Regions from separate parts of the Mus musculus genome. Here region 2 is linked to region 1. The links are chromatin contacts, called in public Hi-C maps. All regions are on one chromosome and are shown on one strand. The core of a region is the stretch at or near the end of the contact, and the rest is flanking DNA. Distances in the headings are between cores, read along the strand shown.

Region 1 (3,304 bases), core at 380-2,879:
ATTGTCAGCTAGGAATATGTGGATACTTGACAGGGAAAAGCCTTGAGGTACATTAAGGAAAGATTTGGTGGAGGGGTGAATGCTGACTAACTCCAGGAGTGATTTCTAACATGATGGGTTCTGGAGTCAGGACTGTGATAACCGAGTACTGTGATAACTAAGTACTGTGTTAACTGAGTACTGTGGTAACCAAATACTATGATAACTGAGTACTGTGATAACTTAGTACTGTGTTAACTGAGTACTTTGTTAACTGAATACTGTGACAACCAAGTACTGTGATAACTAAGTACTGTGGTAACCAAGTACTGTGATAACCAAATACTATGATAACTGAGTACTGTGTTAACTGAGTACTTTGTTAACTGAATACTGTGACAACCAAGTACTATGATAACTGAGTACTGTGGTAACCAAGTACTGTAATAACCAAATACTATGATAACTGAGTACTGTGATAACTTAGTACTGTGTTAACTGAGTACTTTGTTAACTGAATACTGTGGCAACCAAGTACTGTGATAACTGAGTACTGTGGTAACCAAGTACTATGATAACTGAGTACTGTGATAACTTAGTACTGTGTTAACTGAGTACTTTGTTAACTGAATACTGTGGCAACCAAGTACTGTGATAACTGAGTACTGTGGTAACCAAGTACTGTGGTAGTGGGAGTACCGTGGGGCTGAGTACCATGGTACTGTGAGGGTCTGAGGAAGGTGCAAGCACATTGGAACACTAGGTTTACCAGATATTCTCTTCTCTGTAGGATGGTTCAAGACATAGAGTCAGCAGATGTCTCTTCTTTGTGTCCAAAAGAACCTGGAGGTTTGTATGGCTCAGAGAAATGCGGGTGGAATGTATAGAAAGGGGCTAGAGAGTTGATCTTTTTTGTCTCATTCAAAAGACTTGATCCCATGAAGACATGGCAGTCCAGGACCCAGGACCCAGGACCCAGGGCCTTTCCATTTTTGGGAATCCCTTTTGGCAATGTCCCTACATATCTTATATATGACATCTCTCCATATGCCCCCATCCTACTTCCTGCCTATAGCTTCATGTCTTTTGTGTCTTTGCCTTCTCTCCACAGAACATCCGGTAGTGTTTGAAGTTCCAGTGGCTACGGTGGGCCACGTGGTCCTGCCGTGCTCCCCCAGTTCTGCCTGGGCATCCTGTGTGTGGCACCAGCCCAGTGGAGTGACTTCGCTCACCCCACGAAGGGATGGGCTAGAGGTGGTGGTGACCCCAGGGGCCATGGGGGCTTATGCTTGCGAGTGTCAGGAGGGTGGAGCCGCCCGTGTGGTGGCTGCTTATAGCTTGGTGTGGGGCAGCCAGAGGGGGCCCGCAAACCGGGCCCACACCGTTGTGGGGGCTGGGCTGGTTGGCTTTTTCCTGGGTGTTCTAGCAGCATCTCTCACTCTCCTCCTGATTGGTCGCCGTCAGCAGCGGCGGCGACAGAGGGAGCTTCTAGCTAGAGACAAGGTGGGCTTAGATCTGGGGGCTCCACCTTCTGGGACCACAAGCTATAGCCAAGACCCTCCCTCTCCTTCACCTGAAGATGAACGGCTGCCCCTGGCCCTGGGTAAGCGGGGCAGTGGTTTTGGTGGCTTCCCTCCACCCTTCCTGCTGGATTCTTGCCCGAGCCCAGCCCACATCCGGCTCACTGGGGCTCCTCTGGCCACGTGCGATGAGACGTCTATCTAAAGCCAGGAAAATGACTGCCAGCCATGAGCAATCTCTGGAACTAGCGGCTACGAAGACCAGGGTCACTGAACCTGGGAGACGATCATGGCTGCTCCATTCTCTTGGAGTCTGTGTGATCACACGTCAGTGTCTGTCCTCTGGACCTGGATGAGCTGAGGGCCAGACCTTTGCCTGATTCCTGATTCTCATGAGAGATCAACCCTGTAGCCCTCTGCTATGGCCTCTTGTCTTGGGCCCATCATCAGCTTGTGGGGTGGAGCAAGGACACAGGCTCTGATTTGCTTATGGTGGGCCCCCGGAAAGAGGGAGCACTGCGGGGTGGTTGGAGCGCGTGTGCCCTGCATCCGTGTGGTGCCTGTATGATGATTTTCCAGTTTGCTGACTCTGGGGAGCGCATGATCCCCGGACTGCCTTGAGATCTCTCCCAACTCAGTTTCCCTTTGTCCCTTGAAGAGTGTGTGTCTATACACTGGTGTGCCTCGAAGACCTGTCCAGGTGTGTGTGGATGACAGGGCCGGTGCCTAGGTGCTTTTGGGGGGTCGGAGAGGAAGGTTGGAACGGGGGACAACTTTACCCTCGGTAGCCAGTGAGGGAAACCACACGACCCCATCACCCCACAGCGCTTCTTCAACTTTGAGCAAAGTTCCCAAAGTGACCTTCTGGTGGGAAGGGCAGCAGGACACGTGGCCCCGTCCTTCTCCTCATCTTTCTCCTCTGGCTGCCACCACTGCCGTGCCACCGCTGCTTTTTCCCTGGCTGGAGTGGAGGCTGAGCCCTCTTTCCTTGGCTTCCATTTAAAATGAACTTCACAACATTCTAGCTATTGAGGGATGACAAAAGGAACCCAGAAAAGTGTGTAGGAAATTACAAGCAGGTTCAAGAAGATTTGCCTCAGTGACTTTCACCCTTGCCCTAAAGCAGGAGTCCCCTAGCAGGACTCCCTGAAATTGTATGCAAAGAAATGTCTGTCCATGTGTGGCATGTGTGCGTGCGTGCGTGTGTGTGTGTGTGTGTGTGTGTGTGTGTGTGTGTGTGTGATGGCTTTCATCAGATTCTCAAGGCCTTAATGAGGTTAAAGGACCATGGTCCATAGTCACCACACTTGGGCCACATAAATGGAGGAGGTGTTGCTGTGAGGCAGTTCCTCCCTGGCCTGCTGCCTGAGGCCAGTCCCTGGACACACTGCTGCTGGAGATCCCACCTCTCTCCAGTCCTCCTCGGAAGCTAGTGAAGCTAGGCTCTGCACGTGCTTGAAGACACCATCGCCTCCTTTCTTGCTTCGTTATTCCTGTGTGCGCTGCATCTGCTCCGTCCTGCTCTTGGCCTGTGAATGTGCCTCGTCCATCCCTGGTGAGGGACCTCGAACCCCGGTGAGGATGCAGCCCTTTCCAGTTGAAGTTTCTGTTCTACTTTCCTTGACAGCAGCCTGTGAATTACTCAAGAGTCCCCTTGGGTTTGGAGTTACCAGTGGCTTTGAGTAGGATCTTTGGCACGTAGTCTAACCTAGGGACATTGGTTATTCATCTGTAAAGTGGGGATATACCTACCTCAGGGTTGCTGCAAGGATCAAACGAGGAAACGTATGAACAATAAAGCATTA
Region 2 (3,304 bases), core at 379-2,878, 350 kb before region 1:
TAGGGGACTTTCGGGATAGCATTTGAAATGTAAATGAAGAAAATACCTAATAAAAATTGGAAAAAGAAGGCAGTGGTGGCACACATCTTTGATCTCAGCACTTGGGAGGCAGAGGCAGGCGGATTTCTGAGTTCGAGGGCAGTCTGGTCTACAGAGTGAGTTCCAGGACAGGAGGGCTACACAGAGAAACCCTGCCTCGAAAAGAGAGAGAGAGAGAGAGAGAGAGAGAGAGAGAGAGAGAGAGAGAGAGAGAGAGAGAGAGAGAGAGAGAGACTGGGGAAAAAAATGAGCCAGAGCTTAATGCTCTCGTGTCTTGATACAATGTATCTGTGGATACAATGTAACCAGTTCCCTCCAACTCCTGCACTTTGACTTTCCCAGCATGAGCTGCTGTTACTTAAACTTCGAACCTTTCTCCCTTCAGTTGCTTTTGTCAGAGAATCTTATCACAGCGAGAAAGACTCAGCACACAGCTTCATTCCCAACGGCTTCGGTTGCACAGAGCCTTGTACTTCTCTGGACTTCCCTAAACCTAGGTCAACCTAGGTGACTCCAAGAGCAGCCAGGGAACTCAGGCCAGGAAAGTTTTTTCTTGTTCCCCAGAAGAAAGAAAAATGAAGCTTTAAAAAAAAAATTAAGATTTCAAGATCTTGCTTCTTTTTAAAAGATACATTAAATCTCCAACCTCTGGTATACTTGTGAATATGGTTTTACTTAGAAAGTCTCTGGGTTGAGAATGAAGCTCAGTTGGTAATGTTTGCCTGGTAGGCATGAAGCCCTGGTTTATAAGACAAGCATGGTGGTGCCTGTGAATTCAGCACTGGAGAGGAAGGGGCGGGGGCACCATCAATTTAAAATCATCCTTAGCTATAGCAAGCTTGAAGTCAACCTGGGTTACTTGAGACCACAAAGGGGCGGGAGAGGGAGGCAGAGAGGATGTAATTAAGTTACAATGAACTCATTAAGAATGCTTTGATCCAGCCATTATAGAAACCAGGCAATACTATCCAAAGATATCACACAGGGACAAGGCCATGGAAATTTATACACAAAAACTGAGGTGACACAACAGCCAAATCAAGGAGTGCTATGAGACTCCTGGCTGTCTTTCAAGGAGAGGAAGGACGTTCCTAGAGGCTCAAAGGCAGTGGTGCACTGCTGGCATCTTTATTTAAGGAGTAGGGTTGAGATAGGGCCTCACACTATATAACACAGGCTGGCCTGGAACTTGCAACAATCCTCCTGCCTCAGTCTTTCCAGTGCCAGGAATTAGAGGTAGGATCCACAAAGGCTCTGCTCCCTGGTGACATCTCCATTTTAACCTTCTGATCTCACACTCATGTGAAAATGGACGTCAGTAATTTTACACTACCTTGCTTGTGATACGTTGTTTCTGCCGCTATAGGATACAATTACTAAAGAATGCCTAGAGAAATGTTTCGGTTCCTTCCTCACGGGTGGGATCCTTCTGTTCATCTCACCCCACACAATTCTGTCAGAGCCACACGATTCACTAGAGTGCGGGACGACTGCAGTGGTCAGATCCCCGTCCCTAAGGGGCGCTGCACACAGCAGCGAGAGGATCGCTAACAGGACCGGAAGAAGGAAGGGTTCAGGACAGCAGGCTCTCTGCCAGGTGTGGAGCGGGCACCTTCCGGTCCAGATCAGCTCCTCCCCGATTTCGTGCATAGCTGGCATCTCAGCTTCGTCGCCACTGCCCACTCCGCCAGCCCCGCTGCCTCCAGCCCCTCCGCCACTGCCGCCTCCTCCAGCCGAGGCTCCGCCTCCGCCCACAGAGCCATTCATCTGGCCCGGCTCTGCCAGAGAGAACACAGATTTCCTGAAAGAGAAGGCAGATGGGGCAGAGCAGGGCTCTCAATGCTGGGAAGAGCCCAGTCCCTCAGGACTGTCCCCTTCCCCCTCAAAAAACAAACAAACAACCCAACCTACTATCTACTATCTTGAAAAGCGGGGGGGGGGGGGGGGGGGGGGGGGGGAATGAAGATGGGGGTGGGGAGAGAGCTCAGCTGTTTAAAGCATTTGCCACACAAACAAGAGGGCAAGAGCTGGGTTCCTAGAAGCCATTTGATGATCAGGTGGACAAGGCAGCCACTTGGAATTCCAACACAGGGGAACCCCAGAACAAGCTAGAACAAGACTATCTAAATCTGTCTGCAGCATTGGGTTCACTGAGAGATTCTGCCTCAGTGAATAAGGTGGAGAGCAAAGAAAAATTCCCTGGTGCCACCGTCAGGGCCTCTACATATGCACCCACACATATTCAGACGTGAACGCACATTGCACATACCACAGAAAGACAGAAAATGATTCAGTAATATGCATCCCCCTACACAGTCCCCACTCCTGACTTTAGAGCTGTTCATAAGTGGCCGTGTTGGCTTCTGATTTGCTACAGGGAGAAGAAAATGCCGGATGTGGAGTACCCTCTGCTGCTCTTATCCCGAACACACACCTCTTGTCAGCTGAGGGAACTTTCTTGGGTGGCTCAATTCTGATGTTTGGGTCCCACTCTCCAGGGGGAAGGACAATGACCTCGTCTAGAAATTCATCAATCCCTGCGATCAGATCTTCTCGGTTCCGAGCTTTATAAGCCACATCGCTGAATAGCTGGTGAGGAATGGAGAAGGATAAAAAAGCAGAAAGGAGAAAAGAGGGCTCAGTCCTCCCCTCCTGGGAGTGAGCACATCACAGCTATCTTTAAAGGAACCAATTCTAGCCATTTCTCAGGATGCCCACTTGGTTCCAGTGGGTGGATAAGGACAAAGGACAGTAAGGGAAATAGGGAACAATAGGAAAGAGCCAGTTCCAAGAGCAGGCGGTCATCTGAGATCAGAAACCTATGCCTCCGAGATACATTAGAGACAAGCAAGCATAGGGAATAGCTTACCAACCTGGGACTCCTCTTAATGTGGGCTACCTACATTCACCTCTTCTAATAGTGCATTTAGCAGCCTAGAACCTTTATACTATACTATGTACACATATGCCTTTCTGCACATATACCTAGCAATTTATTAGCAACCTAGGGCCCTCACCTGCACTGAGCTGTACACACACTCCACTCTGAACAATGGAACTGTCTCCTCCCCTTAACAACCATCAAACATAGATAAATTCTACTCAATGATACTCTCCTTGTGTCTGGATAAGAAACTAGGGACGTCCTGAGCTAGGTTTTTATAATAAATCAAACTTCTTATACCTATGCAAAATTAGGTATACATATGATCAAAATCAGATGTGTGATGGGAAGGGACATTCACAACAGAAAGATGGTCATATA

What was found. Hi-C and Micro-C count contacts between places; a contact is called where the count stands out from the background.
Region 2: a contact with region 1 is called in a Hi-C map of CD8 T cells, with 2.3 times the contacts expected there. The contact joins two enhancer-like sites. A contact is called at or near these places in 3 of 15 datasets of contacts at CTCF or cohesin (embryonic stem cells, large pre-B cells and pro-B cells), 27 of 484 Hi-C or Micro-C datasets (B cells, CD4 T cells, CD8 T cells and 12 more), 8 of 115 datasets of contacts at active chromatin or transcription factors (bone marrow-derived dendritic cells, bone marrow-derived macrophages, embryonic stem cells and 2 more) and 3 of 9 other capture datasets (adipose tissue, embryonic stem cells and liver).

The regions. Positions count from the first base shown.
Region 1 is chr6:82,911,891-82,915,194 of GRCm38.p6, reverse strand. Sema4f (sema domain, immunoglobulin domain (Ig), TM domain, and short cytoplasmic domain) reads left to right here. Exons shown (of 14, transcript NM_011350.4): 13 at 770-828; 14 at 1,091-3,304. The coding sequence ends at 1,704. Among named protein-coding and RNA genes, the nearest start is that of Sema4f, 26 kb to the left of the region's middle. Within about 2 kb of position 1,629, at least 81 of the 459 cell types and tissues checked have an H3K27ac peak or open chromatin away from gene starts, as enhancers often do. A contact at or near this core is called in CD8 T cells, the HL-1 cell line, the P5424 cell line and 3 more, where this site is marked.
Region 2 is chr6:83,266,730-83,270,033 of GRCm38.p6, reverse strand. It overlaps Slc4a5 (solute carrier family 4, sodium bicarbonate cotransporter, member 5), which reads right to left. Exons shown (of 25, transcript NM_001166067.1): 9 at 2,474-2,628; 10 at 1,652-1,840. Among named protein-coding and RNA genes, the nearest start is that of Slc4a5, 31 kb to the right of the region's middle. Within about 2 kb of position 1,628, at least 306 of the 459 cell types and tissues checked have an H3K27ac peak or open chromatin away from gene starts, as enhancers often do. A contact at or near this core is called in CD8 T cells, the HL-1 cell line, the P5424 cell line and 3 more, where this site is marked.